Linked DNA regions of Mus musculus: regions 1 and 2 are each linked to region 3. The links are chromatin contacts, called in public promoter capture Hi-C maps. All regions are on one chromosome and are shown on one strand. Each heading gives the region's core, a stretch centred on a gene start, on an enhancer-like site or on the middle of the called end of the contact. The rest is flanking DNA. Distances are from core to core; before and after follow the strand shown.

What was found. Promoter capture Hi-C pulls out the DNA fragments that hold promoters and counts their contacts.
Region 1: a contact with region 3 is called in a promoter capture Hi-C map of pre-B cells. The contact joins the promoter of Ndufs3 here to the promoter of Zdhhc5 in region 3. A contact is called at or near these places in 5 of 39 promoter capture datasets (cranial neural crest, frontonasal cranial neural crest, maxillary cranial neural crest and 2 more).
Region 2: a contact with region 3 is called in a promoter capture Hi-C map of pre-B cells, with 5 times the contacts expected there. The contact joins the promoter of Fnbp4 here to the promoter of Zdhhc5 in region 3. A contact is called at or near these places in 4 of 39 promoter capture datasets (cranial neural crest, maxillary cranial neural crest, pre-B cells and 1 more).

Annotation. Positions count from the first base shown.
Region 1 is chr2:90,902,586-90,907,340 of GRCm38.p6, forward strand. It overlaps Ndufs3 (NADH:ubiquinone oxidoreductase core subunit S3), which reads right to left and starts at 2,136. Exons shown (of 7, transcript NM_026688.3): 1 at 1,999-2,136; 2 at 1,838-1,903; 3 at 262-359. The coding sequence starts at 2,062. Kbtbd4 (kelch repeat and BTB (POZ) domain containing 4) reads left to right here and starts at 2,155. Exons shown (of 4, transcript NM_025991.4): 1 at 2,155-2,324; 2 at 3,081-3,698. The coding sequence starts at 3,110.
Region 2 is chr2:90,743,950-90,748,772 of GRCm38.p6, forward strand. It overlaps Fnbp4 (formin binding protein 4), which reads left to right and starts at 1,609. Exons shown (of 17, transcript NM_018828.3): 1 at 1,609-1,877; 2 at 2,747-2,839. The coding sequence starts at 1,649. It also overlaps the pseudogene Rpl30-ps3.
Region 3 is chr2:84,712,620-84,717,302 of GRCm38.p6, forward strand. Zdhhc5 (zinc finger, DHHC domain containing 5) reads right to left here and starts at 2,545. Exons shown (of 12, transcript NM_144887.4): 1 at 2,364-2,545.

The DNA of each region.
Region 1 (4,755 bases), core at 886-3,385, 6.2 Mb after region 3:
GCTTAAGTCAGTGGTTTGTAGCCTTTCTAATGCGGTGACCCTGTAATACACACTTCCTCAGGTGGTGGTGACCCCCAGCCACATTATTTTTATTGCTACTTCATGATTATAATTTTGCCAGTTATGAATCATAACCTAAACATATGTGTTTTCTGATGGTCATAAGCAACCCCAGAAGGGTCACGACCCACAGGTTGAGAACTACTGACTTAAGGTGCCATGGTGAATTCCTGGCCCAGACCCAAGGACAACGAATATTACCTGAACTTGTTGGACATACTTGGGTAAGATTTCAGCCACATACTCTCCAAATGCTGAGAGCTGCTTGTGGGTCACATCACTCCGGGGTCTGACAGTGGCTGGAAAGGAAAAAGCATGAAGGGAGAAGGTAGCAAACACACACACACACAAACAAACTAACTAACCTCTCAGGTCTTTCTGAAGAATTTTCATTAAAAAAGAAAAAGTTTACTTTTACTATTTATTTTGGTGTTTTGCCTGCATATATGTCTATGCACACATGAATGCCTGATGCTCACAGAAGCCAAAAGAATGTTAGATTCCCTGAGACTGGAGTTACAGATGGTTCTGAACTGACATGTCCATGTTGGGAATTGTATCTGGGATGAATAGCCAGTGCTCTTAAACACTGGGCCACCTCTCCAAGCCCTCCCTGAAGGATCTTAAGAGGCATAGGTGTAAAGTACCTTCCAGGAATTAGGAAGTGTTTAAAACTCAGGGAGAAGGGAGTGGAGAGATGGCTCAGTGGTTAAGAGCACTAACTGCTCTTCCAGAGGTCCTGAGTTCGATTCCTAGCAACCACATGGGACCCGATTCTCTACTCTGCTGTGTCTGAAGACAGCTGCAGTATATTCACATACATAAAAAAATAAAAATATCTTTAAAAAAAAAGAAAAAGAAAAAACTCAGAGTGCAACACCATTTCTCTTTCTCGGTCCATACACTCTTGTTACTGTGTTGGGCAATCTTTGCTTCTTTTCTCCACTGTTCCACAGCTGTTCCTCACTTCCTGTACTCATGGTAACAATGCAACAGTGGCAGCTCCTCTCTCAGACTCAGAGCTCTTTAAGGATGGAAACCAGACTTCTGTTTCTCTTTCCCTTCTTGGTACTTGTTTATACCAAGTTCTTAATCAGAGAACTTCAGGGCTGAAGGACCCTGAAAGATTACCTCATTGCCCATACTCTATCCCCTGTCACTTTGTGTAATAGATGTCCTGGAATGAAAAGAAGCTTTCTATTTCCCAGTGTGATTCTGTTGACTGAACATAAAATCACCACAGGGTCATTCAAGTACTTGAGCACCCACACATCACAGAATCAAGGATTAAGTATTTTCTGCACTTGGAAACAGACCTGCTTTGTCGTTCACTGGAACTGTGACTGAATAATTTAATTATCTGGACCGCTTCATGATCTACATCTATATGGACAGTAAAACGTTATGCGTCTCATCAGGCTCTTATGAAGTCCAAGGTGCCTAGTAAATACTAAATTGATGTGAGCTACAATTATTTTGGACTTTGAGTCTCAAAAGTTTTTGTTACCTGCGCTCAAAGACAATTTCATCGGAGGACAAAAAAAAAAATCAAATCCTGATAACGAGCAAAAGGCGATCAAGATCAGAAGGGAACAAATATCTAGGGCACAGGAAGTGCTCGATTCTAACAGCAAAGTGGAGACCATAGCAATCTCCAAGGACAAGCAGAGATTTGCCAGGAGGGAAGGACATTCCAAGGCAAGGACAAACATCTGACAGAAACAACGAAAGGCCCCAGCTAACGTTGGGGGAAAAAGCGCCATCCGCACATACTCACGGCGCTTGTCAGCCGCCGCGCTCTCCCTTCTTACGTGCTGCCACAGCACGGAGGGTCGCCCAGCCCCTGCACAGGGAGAGAAAAGGCACAAAGGCGCGGGTGAGACTCGGGGAGGTCTCCGTGCTGCCCGTGGTCTCAACCTGCTGCTGTTCCTTGCTCACCCCTGCCTACGGAAGCGGCCCCCAAGAGCCCACGACACCAGACCCTGGCTGCAGCCGCCGCCATGTTCCTTAGTGTGCCGACTAAGTAGCCGGAGAACACACGCAGGCCACGGAGCCCCAAGGGCACGGACCGGAAGTGGAAATGTGCAGTGACTCTTCTTCCGGGCGGACGCGGGGCGGGAAGCAGAGGTTCCGGATCTGAGCCCTGGCATGAAAGGAGGTATCGCAGGTAAGAAAGACCCGCAGGTGGGGAAACCGTGAGGTGTACGTAGCCCTATCTCGGTACAGCGGAGGCCGAAGAGAAGAAGACGCAACGAACCGCACCGGTGAGAGAAAGGGAAAGGGTGGGCGTTCTGGGTTCTAAGTTCTACACCGCGCCGGCTCTTGAGCTAAGCTTTTTTAATGGGGGGCGGGGTGGGGGGGGGAGACGATGGACGGTTTCCTTGGAGACCGTTTCCTAGGCGACTCCAGGTGGCACGGTCAGATTGCACAGGGTTATGGACTTCCTTGTGCCCCCGGCCGGGGACGGCTGGGCTCTCAAGGGCTTCTTTAAGAACTCACTGGAGCGAGAGGTAAGTAAGAAACAGCAGCTTAGAAAAGAGTAAAAGTGGAAGTCCAGGCCCAAGCCTCAGTATTGGGGGGTCTGCACTCTTATGTCCAGGCAAAGAGGGAATGTAACAACAATACCTGGATGTCTTAGTTTGGCCTAATTATGCTTCTCCAGAGTCTCATTAGTTGTATATCCAAATTATTTGGTTTTAAGATCATAGGCTTCCTCCTTCGTCTTTTTCATGAGCTAACCTAAGTCCCAAGTCTTTTGTTACATCACGATCAGGAATATCCAATTTTACCTCAAGGAAAAACAACAGAGTTGGAACTTTTAATTGAATTCATTGGAGGAGAGGCCCCACTGCAGGAAAACTGGAGGAATGGCATAGGCCACATTGGCAAGACCAGGAATAAGGCCATTCTGGACCCACTTTGCTCCAGTGTCTCCCTTCTCCCTGTCTTGACTTGGACAGTTGGATTCATGGACTGTGTCTGTGAATTACCCAAATACTTAGGGTGATATTGCTTTGCAGATAGTTGGCAAAGAGAGAAGTTGGCTACCATGGAGTCACCAGAGGAGCCTGGAGCATCCATGGATGAAAACTACTTTGTGAACTATACTTTCAAAGACCGGTCTCACTCAGGCCGAGTGGCTCAGGGCATCATGAAACTGTGTTTAGAGGAGGAGCTCTTTGCTGATGTCACCATTTCAGTGGAAGGCCGAGAGTTTCAGCTGCACCGGCTGGTCCTGTCAGCTCAGAGCTGCTTCTTCCGATCCATGTTCACATCCAACCTGAAGGAGGCTCACAACCGGGTGATTGTGCTGCAGGATGTCAGCGAGTCTGTTTTCCAGCTCCTAGTTGACTATATATACCATGGGACTGTGAAACTTCGAGCTGATGAGCTGCAGGAAATTTACGAGGTGTCAGACATGTATCAGCTGACATCTCTCTTTGAGGAGTGTTCTCGGTTTCTGGCACGCACGGTACAGGTGGGCAACTGCCTGCAGGTGATGTGGCTTGCAGATAGACACAGTGACCCCGAGCTCTACACTGCTGCCAAGCACTGTGCCAAGACCCACCTGGCCCAGCTGCAGAGCACAGAGGAGTTCCTCCACTTGCCCCACCATCTACTCACTGATATCATCTCAGGTAAGCTCACGAAAGGGCTTACCACACCTAACTGGGCAAGAGTCATGTTCAGCAGATGGTCTGGCTCAGGAGAACCCCAACTTTATGTGACTAACTGTTGTTAGTTTATATTATAATTCCCTTTCTGGTAGATTTTAGATTGAGGTTGATGTTCGGTGTTGAGAGTCAGCATAGCTACTGTCAGACAGTACAGTACAGTAACTAAAGAATAAAAAGCTGCATCACTTTTCCACAAAAGGAAATAAGAAGTGCCTGATGTTTTCATCTGCCCTGTATCTTGATGGTATGCAGGACTTAAATGAATTGATGAAGATGAATCAGTATATCTAAAATAGCTAGGGATGGTGGCCCATGCCTTCAATCCCAGCATGTGGGAGACAGAGGCAGAAGCAAGCAGATCTCTTGTGAGTTCTAGGACAGCCAGGTCTACAGAATGAGTTCTAGGACAGCCAGAGATACACAGAAAACCCTGTCTCAAAAAAAAAAAAAAAAAAAAAACCCAAACCAAACCAAAAAAAAAAATCTAAAATAGGAAACATTTGGGTAATAGCCATAGGTAACCAGTGAAGTGGAACTATACTTTAGATGTGTACTCTATAGCCTGAAAGGTGACTACGATGGCATATTGTGCAATCCACTCTGCTTTTAAAAAGCAAGGCAGGGCTAGTAGTATGACTCAGTGATGTAGTGTTTCTATGGTGTATATGAGTTTCTGGGTTTGGTCCCAGCACTGCAAAATGGTAGTGCTGGGGCAATTTCAAGTTAACGTCATATTTATGTGTGCATAAAGATACATATAATGGTGGTCTAATAAAATGGTTCAAGTCCTTTTTTCTTTTTTTGAGACAGTGTCTCTTTATATAGCCCTGACTGCATGTAACTCACTATGTAAACCAGGCTGGCCTTAAACTCAGAGATAAGCCTACCTCCACCTCCGCCTCCCAAATGCTAGGATTAAAGGCATGCTCTACTACAGCCAGCTGTGGTGCAAGTCTTAAGAGCCCCTTTAAGATTGCCATTCATGAGACTGGATAGATTGCTTAGTGGTTAAAACCAC
Region 2 (4,823 bases), core at 359-2,858, 6.0 Mb after region 3:
TTTGAGACAGGGTTTCTTTTTTGTTTTTTGTTTTTTTGGTTTTTCGAGACAGGGTTTCTCTGTGTAGCCCTGACTGTCCTAGAACTCACTCTATAGACCAGGTTGGCCTCGAACTCAGAAATCCTCCTGCCTCTTATACTCCCTCTTTAACATCCATTCTCATACATCTTCCCCAGATTTCTCCTTGTATTATTATTATTTTATTAATTTATTGTTATTATTGTTATCTTTGAGACAAGATCTCACTTTGTAAGCTCTGGTAATATGCATACCTGGCTAGACTCACTTGAAATCTTCCTACCTCTGTCTCCACTGAAATTATAGACATGAACCATGACAACTACTTCCAGTGTTATTAGAACACTTCAGTAGCTCTCCAGGAGTACAGTGCACCATCTTTAGGCATTATTTCTCATCTTCTGGCCTGCTGTCATTAGTCTAGAAGCAATCAGGGATGGGTGGAAGGAGTGGGTCCTGGAGAAAATCAGCATTATCTTGCGTGGTAACTATCTCTGGGGAGAACATTAATGACTCAGGATGTCACCTGACTCTAGGAATGGGGAACAAGGAAGACTCAAAATGTAAAGAGCTCAGCCTCAAGGTGGAGGAGTTGGAGGTAGGGCAAAAAAGTAGTGTTTACAGAAGTAGGATGAGGTAAGGCTTCGGTATCCCATATGAACAGTTTGACTGTTTCCAAGGTCCAGTCATTTTCCCTACTAATCACGTCGTATTTCGTTTTAAAGAGCCTACTGGGGCTGGAGAAATGGCTCAGCGGTTAAGAGCACTGACTGCTCTTCCAAAGGTCCTGAGTTCAAATCCGAGCAACTACATGGTGGCTCACAACCATCTGTAATGAGATCTGATACCCTCTTGTGTATCACAGCTACAGTTTACTTACATTTAATAAATAAATAAACCTTTGGGTTGGGGCGAGCGGGGCTGGAGCAAGAAAGTGGGGAGAGAGCCTACCGTAAACCCATCACTTGGGAAGCAGAGGCAGGCGGATTTCTGAGTTCCAGGCCAGCCTGGTCTACAAAGTGAGTTCCAGGACAACCAGGGCTACACAGAGAAACCCTGTCTCGAAAATCAAAAACAAAACCAAAACAAAACAGAAAAAGCCTACCGATGTATAAACACCCAGCATCATCATTGTTTAATACTATACCCCAAAGAAGCTACAATAACCAAGAGAACTTGCAGAAGGGTGCAATGTATCTTTATCTTCCTCAAAGACAAACAGCAATAAGCAGCTGAAAATAGCTACAAGATGGCGGACAAAGCCCTAAAGAAAAGACTTGGCTAACAGCGCATGGTGCAACCCCAGTCTAAGGAAGTCGCACACACCGCGGGCCCTTCCGCACTATTGGCGCGAAGTCCTGTCTTTTCCCTTTGCTATTGGCTACCGAGTCCGTCTCAAGTCAAAACAGCCAATCGCCTTTTCCCTGAACAAAGCCCACCCACCATGGATGGAGCGGAACGTGCGTAAAAGCACCGGGGCGCAGGCCGCATGCGCAAGTGCACCGCGCCGGTTAAAAGCGGATCTCCTCGGGAGGCGGTGCCACGGTTCATGAATATTGATTACGCACCGGGGCGCTGTGCGCCCGCCCCACTAATCTGCCGTCGTTCGCTGCTCGCGCTCCGGCTCATGATGGGGAAGAAGTCCCGGGCGGTACCCGGCCGCAGGCCTATCCTGCAGCTCTCTCCACCGGGTCCTCGGAGCAGCACCCCGGGCCGGGATCCCGACCCCGATCCGGATCCCGAGGCAGATTCGACTGCGGCGGCGACAAGCCAGTCAGCGCCGGCAGCAGCGACGGCGGCGGCCGCGACGTCGCCCGCGGTGCCTGCCTCCGCTGCCCCAGAGGACTCGCCTTCAGAAGGTAAGGGCGCGCGAGAGGAGCCCTGCTTTTATTTGGGACGTCTGAAACTCGAGCACGGGGCTTGCGGCCTAGGTTCCCGGGTGTCTCTTCGGACCCGGTGAAGAAGAGAAACCCTGGCGGGCGAGGTACACCTCGGCTGCCAGCGATCTGGGGCCCGCGGGACGGCGGTCGGGGACTCTGGGAGGCGGAAGGCCGGGCCCGGACTCATCTGAGGCGCCTTTGCGGTGCAGGGGTTTCTCCCCGGAACCTGTGCCGTCCACCGAGGCTTGGGACCCCAAATGTCTCCTAGATGACTCCCTTCGATCTTAATAACGCAGAAGGTGGAGGGCAATTTCCACGTGCGAGCCTTGAGGCGGTTGAACCTGGCCTTCTCTACTTGTCACGCTTGGTTTCGTTTTTGTTGAAATGGAGACACCACTCTTTAGAAGTGAACAAACCCATATTTTTTTCTTATGCTAGACAAAGCATCGGTAACCCCAGACTTAAGGGAAAGTGACAAAACCTGTGTGTGGGCTTTTCTGGAATTGTGTTTGGGTTTAGGGTAACAATTGCATGGAGTAGATGCCGGAGAAGCTATACTGTATCAAACATTAAGAATCAGATTAATAGGATGTACATAACGTGTGGAAACGTGCAGAAGTATTTATGCATGTTAATTGTTAAGTATTGCAGGTGCCATTTTCATAGTGTTCACGTTCTTACTGTCGCTACCACTAAATGAATGGAAGGGTAGATCAGCTTGTTTTTTGTCTTCTTAGTTTGCATCAGTGATACACGCTGGTTTTATAAGTTGATTCAGGCTGAAGGTCAAGCTTTGGACCCTGGCCCACTGACTGACTGCAGCTTCCTTTTGTGCATTCCAAATACAGATGAACAAGAAGTGGTGGTGGAGGTCCCCAACGTTGTTCAGAACCCTCCAACACCAGTCATGACCACCAGACCGACAGCCGTCAAGGCAACAGGTAGAGATTTTTGTTGTTGTTTTTGCCTTTCCCTTAAAATATCTTTTATTAAGTTGAAAGATAAAAGTGTGCAGCTGGGTTGTTGGATGGTTAAATGTTGCTAATTTATTATTTCTCATAAAAAGTCGTTGAAGCTTTTCTAGGATTGGGGTTGCATATCAGTGGTGAGATGCAAAACTCTGGGTTCCACTCTTGGCTTACAAAAATGGATTAACAAAAAATAAATAAATCTTTCCTGAGGGCTTGCTGTGTATAAACTTTTAAGTAACATGAAAGTTTATTTATGGCTGCAGACACACATTCGTGCTTCTAAGGCTGGGCCACATAACTTGTTTATCTATTTTTTGAGAGTGTCTCAAGTGAACCCAAACTTTTTTTGGGGGGGGGGGGCAGTTCGAGACAGGGTTTCTGTGTATATCCCTGACTGTCCTGGAACTTTGTAGACCAGGCCGGCCTTGAACTCAGAAATTCGCTTGCCTCTGCCTCCCAAGTGCTGGGATTAAAGGCGTGGGCCACCACGCCCGGTGTGAACCCGAACTTTTAACTGTTCAGGTAGATGGACTGCACAGACACCTCTTCTCCTCCAGTCCACTTGTCTTGACCACTCCACTTCACCCCCAGCGCTGGTTACAGATGAGTGTGCTTCATACTCTGCCAAAACATGGCTATGAGGGCTCCGAATGCAAGTCCTTAAGCATTTTACAAAGGGAGTCATCTCCCTGCCGGCTTTTTGGTCCTTTTGTGTTTTGTTTGTTTGTTTGTTTGTTTGTTTGTTGTTTTTTCAAAAGGAGCTCTGGCAAAGTTTTATTAAAGGAAAACTTTCTTGTTTACTTCTCACCAGTCTGTTCTGGCATGCTTCTAATAATATCAGAATCACCTGGGTCAATGATAGCCAGTGTGCATACTCTGTAGTATTTTCCCCGCGCTATGCCCAGTTCAATATTATTGCCACTGTAGTGATGGACCCCAGTTTTAGCCAACATGGCATAGTACTCTATTTCAGATTTCCTCAAAGCTGGACAGTTGTTGGCAAGGATAACCAACTTGGCTTTGCCTTGTTTGATCATCTTCAGAGTCTGTCTGTAGCCCAGCACATACTTCCCACTTTTCATAACAAGTTGGAGCCTAGAGTTGATCGACTCCAGAGACTTTTTCATCTTCTTTGCAGCCACCATCTTCCTGCCTTACGTGCGGGACAACCCCCAACCAACACCAGCCGCCAAGATGGCGGGGGGGGGGGGGGGGCGGGAGGGCGAGAAAGGCTGTTTGTTTGTTTTTGAGATTTATTTATTTATGCATACAGTGTTCTGCCTGCATGTGTCCTGCAGAAGAGGGCACCAGATCTCATTACTGATGGTTGTGAGCTACCATGTGGTTGCTGAATTTGAACTCAGGACCTCCGGAATTGTTCTTTTCCTCCAGTGACTCATGGTCCAGGCTGGCCTAGAACCTTTTATTTAGCTGAGGTTGGCCTTTAACTATTAATAACTCCTGCCTTTGCTGCCCAAGTCCTGTGACTGTGATTACAGGTGTGCTCCACTACATCCAGCTCATTTCCCACACTGCCTGGTTGGTACCAATCAAATAAACTGACCAATCCTCTTATGCACCCCTGACCCCATACAGTTACCCAGTCCACTCTGCTGAAGTGTTTGCAGCAGTGATTATTTTGGCAACCCTGAGTTCAAGTCACCACTCTGACTTTTACTCTGAGACTTCAAAACAATTATTGGGCTGAAACTTACTCATCTATAAATGCATCTACTATAGTCCTGAGTTGCTTGGGGATTAAATTTTATATATTTTAAATTTTACATATTAGAGAATTTTCACATTGGAAAAGCAAGAACTTTTTTCTGCATTTTATATATATTGAAGATTAAAGGTTTTAAAGACTGATTTTCTTTTGATATTTTCTGTTTTGGTTTTTTTTTTTAAAGATATTCTTCTGAATCACAATGTTGTGATTTTTAAGACTTATTCT
Region 3 (4,683 bases), core at 1,295-3,794:
GTTCTGGAATTTATCACTTCTGTTCTTACCTAAGACAGAGAAGGCAAAGGAGCCTGCTACTGTCACCACTCGGTTGTGGTGGTGAATGCCTTTAATCTCCGCACTCAAGAAACAGAGGCAGAGCCAGGCGTGGTGGCGCACACCTTTAATCCCAGCGCTTGGAAGGAAGAGGCAGGCGGATTTCTAGAATTCGAGGTCAACCTGGTCTACAGAATGAGTTCCAGGACAGCCAGAGCTATACAGAGAAACCCTGTCTTGGGGAAAAAAAAAAAAAAAAAAAAGAAAGAAAGAAAGAAAGAAAGAAAAAGAAAAGCAGAGGCAGGTGGATCTCTCCAAGCCATCCTGGTATGCATAGCTTCCAGGCCAGCAAGGGCTACATAGTAAGACTTTGTCCCAAAAGAAAAATTTAATAAATAAATAAGATGGGAGAGAGGGGGGAAGGAGGGAGGGAGGGGGGAGGGTTAAGTAACATTAGAAAGAAGGCCCAAAGATTCCATTAAGTTTCTATGGTCCAACTAAAAACCAGATCCTATTTAGTCCTGATTTTATGCTTATTTCTGTTTCCTGACTTTAGGCCTAAATATCTTTATCAACTGGAACAAGCAAATTTGATTTGTAGACAGTATTATTAAAGGAACCGTTTCCCTCAAAACTCCAAAGATAAAAGGAAAATTACCTAACTATTACGTAAAGTGAATCCTATACTATTGCAGGTCACATTTACTACAGGACGAAAGCCACACAGACTAATTCTGCCACGGTACAGTACATGCAATTATGGAACCGCATACTGAAATATAAATGAGACCATCGTCTGAAATGTTAAGATAGATATTAGAAGGGACAAGATAAAATAATTTATTGGGTATAAATATCAACACACCAAGTCTTATCAAAGGAATGTGGTGCAGAAAGAGAAGGGACGAAACCGGAAAGGCGAGTGTGGTTCATCAGTCACAAGCTGGTGTATCCACAACAGTATCACTAAAGTGGACAAGAATGTTCGTGACACATGCTGACTGAGGGGGAAAAAAATCACTGAGTGAAAATATGTATGTATAAAACAAACAATACAGAGCCAGGTGTGGTAGCTCTCGACCTCAATCCCAGCACTTGGGAGGCACAGGAAGTCAGAACTCTGAGTTAGAAATCAGCTTGGTCTTACAAAGTGAATTCCAGGGCAGCAACAGTTATGTACAGAGATCCTGTCTCAAAACAACAACAAACAATTCAAGATGTGTAGTTTGAAGACTTTCATAAGGTTTGATATAAGTAGTTCCTTTGGAGCAGTGCAGTGGACAGCACATGTATTATTTGTTAAAATAACCAAACCTTATAGCACAGAACACTAAATTTGAATATATAGAAATGGAGATGTCATATAGAAGAATGAATACATGCTATGAAGGAAAGATCCAAGAAGAAGTTTAAAAAGAGTATTATTACAGATCGACGTAGGTGCCCAAGTACCTGGCGATAGAATTCTTACAAACACTAGATGAATTTGTATGCATTCATGAGCACCGGACAGATCTGTCTGATACAAAGCAGGCTCACACTGGGATAAAAGGATGGAGATCTAACCTAAGATTATCCTGGACAAGATGGCATTAACCAGGAAGTAAACCCAAGAGGACAAAAATGGTCTGCAATGTAACATGTATCTATTCTACGACTACTTCTAATAACTTTAGTCACTTTCTTGTTTCTCGTTTTAGTGGTTTCATTTGGCCAACTGGTTAAGGAACTTTAAACTTCCCCAGGAATAGACGGCTAGTGATAAAATACTGTCAGATACATTCAAGCCCTACTTGTAAAATAAAGTACAAAGTACTAAAAGCATAAAAGCATGGAGCACCTGGCTGGTGGGGGGTAGGGAGAAGCAGCCGATGGATGGGAGAAAGAACAGGTAACCACAGGACGAAGCTCTAACCAAAATAAGGACCAGTGGAGTGTAGGGCGAGGGGCCTGAACCGCGGAGCGGTAAAAGGAGTACAGTCCCCGGCCGGCAGCTGGAGCAGTGGGAGTCATCACCGGGGGCAGGACTGACTACCCCTGGCCCAGAAAACACGGAATCCACCGCGCGCAGGGCCCGCCGGAGCTGAGAGAACCGCGGGCCGGGGAAGGAAGGGGCGGCGGCTCCGCAACTGGGCAGCCGGGCACCAACCGGGTCCAAGCCCCGGCGGGCGGCCGCGGCTCTCTTAGTCTGCGGGCGTCCGTTTCGGGGCCCGTACAGCCCGAGGAGGGGTAGGGCCTTAACCTCCTCCCCTCCGCGGTCCCCCTTCCCTAGAGGTCACTCTCCCCTCCCACCTCACTAGCCCAGCACTTCCGGTTCCGCAGGGGCCAGCGTCCCCGGTACTCACCCCCGGCGCGGCGCCCGTCACCGCCGCCGTCGTTGTCACCGCCGTCGTTGTCGCCGCCGCCTCCCAGCAGTGCCGTCTGGCCTCTGAGAGGCAGCGCGCGGCCCCCGCACGCTCCACGCCCGCCCCGCCGCCGCGCGCTCCCGACGGCCGACGCTCGCCTCTGTGCGGCCGGCGCGCGGCCGCTGCCCTCAGCCTCCGGTCTGTAGCCTCACGACGTTCCCATTGGCTCCCGGGCGCGGGCGCGGGCGCGGGCGACGTCTCTCGCGGGGCACGTTCTTCTCATTCATGCGGCTCGCGCCGCCGAGCCCGCCCCCGTTCACTCTTCCATTCACCCCCTAACCCCCGCCCCCACGGCGCTCTAGAGCGTGCGCGCGACCGCGGGCGACCGCGGCGACCTCGCCTTCTGATTGGCTGCAGGGGCACGGCGCCGCAAACACGTAGTGACACGGGAGCGCGCGCGCCTGGCCGTCGTGTCTGGCTGGATGGTCGGGAGAGGGGACATGGCGAACTGCGCCGGTTTGGGGACGAGGAACTGGTCTGGCGAGATCTTTCTCTTATTTTGTCCGCTTTCCCATTTGTAGTGTAGTCAAGAAAAACTTTTAAGCAAAAAAAATTCTACGTATGTACCGGAAGTGCTCAAAAACAAGCAGATGCCCTTTCTTAGTTCACCAGCCTCCTCCGAGTTGGCCTGGTACAGTCCTGAAAAGCATCTACGATAGCCAATCACCGTTAAGCCTTTCCGGCTTCCTTCCTTGCCTCTTCATTCATTGGTGTGAGGATTCGGTCGGGCAGCCCCTCCAACACACACACTTTTTTTTTTTTTTTTTTTCTTTAAGGACTGAAACTTTATTTAAAACAATCCGTTGGCGAAAGCGTCAGTGGGGTAAATTCTCAGACCGTGGCAGAATTCCTGAGTGGTGGTATGGCCTCACCTATGGAGGAAGGAGGCGCACGGCCCATTGAACAGTCTGAGGAGAGGGTTCTGTCCAAGGCTGGGTTAGATGAAGGAGCTCGGCTGCTATCCCTAGATTTACAGTGCTTGCCGATGGAGTGAAGCACTGGGAGTGCGCGGTGCGAGGCGTAGACACCTCCACGACTACACGAGGAATGGGCGCCCTGACCTCACCCAATTTGAGAAAGCAGGCTGAAAAGAAAAGTCTTTCTAGAATAGCTCCTGTCCCTGGCGAGCTGCTGGCTAACTCTCCGAAGATCGCGGCACTACATTTTGCCCTAATTAAGCCGAGACGGCTGTGGACCCGGTGGCTTTGCCATAGGGCTCTCCTCTTACAGCTTCAGGCCACCTCTCATTTGTAAAGGAGCTCTGTTACATAACAGCCCTTCAAAAAGATATCCCCGAGCCGCTTCCCTGAAGCGAAGGTCTCGTTCAGGGTTATTTCCAAGTCCTGTCATTGTTTCCTTGACTTCACTTCAAATGTTACTGATTTAACTTTGACACTTCAGCCTTAGGCATCCAGTTAAAGAAAAGAAAAAAAAAAATCTACCCTTTTTTCTTTAGACTCTAGTCTTATCCCTTATCATTTTTACTACTGGCTTAAATGCAGCGTTTATTGGAACCGTTACGAGCATACATGTTTTAAGGAGTGGAACTTTATTTTGAAAAATCCGTTGGCGAAGACGTCTGTGGGGTAAATTCTCAGACCATGGCAGAATGGTGGTATGGCCTGGGCTGTGGCTCACACATCACACATGGAGGAAGTAGGTAGCACGGCCAATAGAGCGGTCTAAGGAGAGAATTTTTAAAAATCTTCAGCATTATGAATAATTTTAAAGTATTATTTGGAGGTACAACATTTACCCTATCAAGTATATTCTGCCTATAAAATAATGTTTCCTTAAGATGGGTCAAATTTCATTTATTTCTCTAGGATTTTAAAGCTTTATTTTCTCTACTTAACAAGTGAAGCATTCTTGATTTTCCTACCTTTTTAAATAGGAAAACTATTTGTTTGAGACAGAGAGAGAGAGAGAGAGAGAGAGAGAGAGAGAGAGAGAGAGAGAGAGAAGGCAGACAGAGTTCAGGCAGCTTTTGGGTGTTGGTTCTCTCTTGGCTTACAGATAGGAGCTCAAGTTGTCAGTCACGCCTAGGAAGTCCTTTCACCCACTGACCCATCCTGCCAACCCAATTTTTCTACAAAGACCTGTGTGAATCATCATGTCTTTTGGCCAGAGCATACTAAATGGAAAAAGGGTTCCATCATCCAACCAGAGGTACTGAATACCTCAGGGTCACTAGGGACATTAGACTACTGGATTGTCAGCCTAATTTTAGCTGGATGAGCACTAGCAGAAGCATAATCAC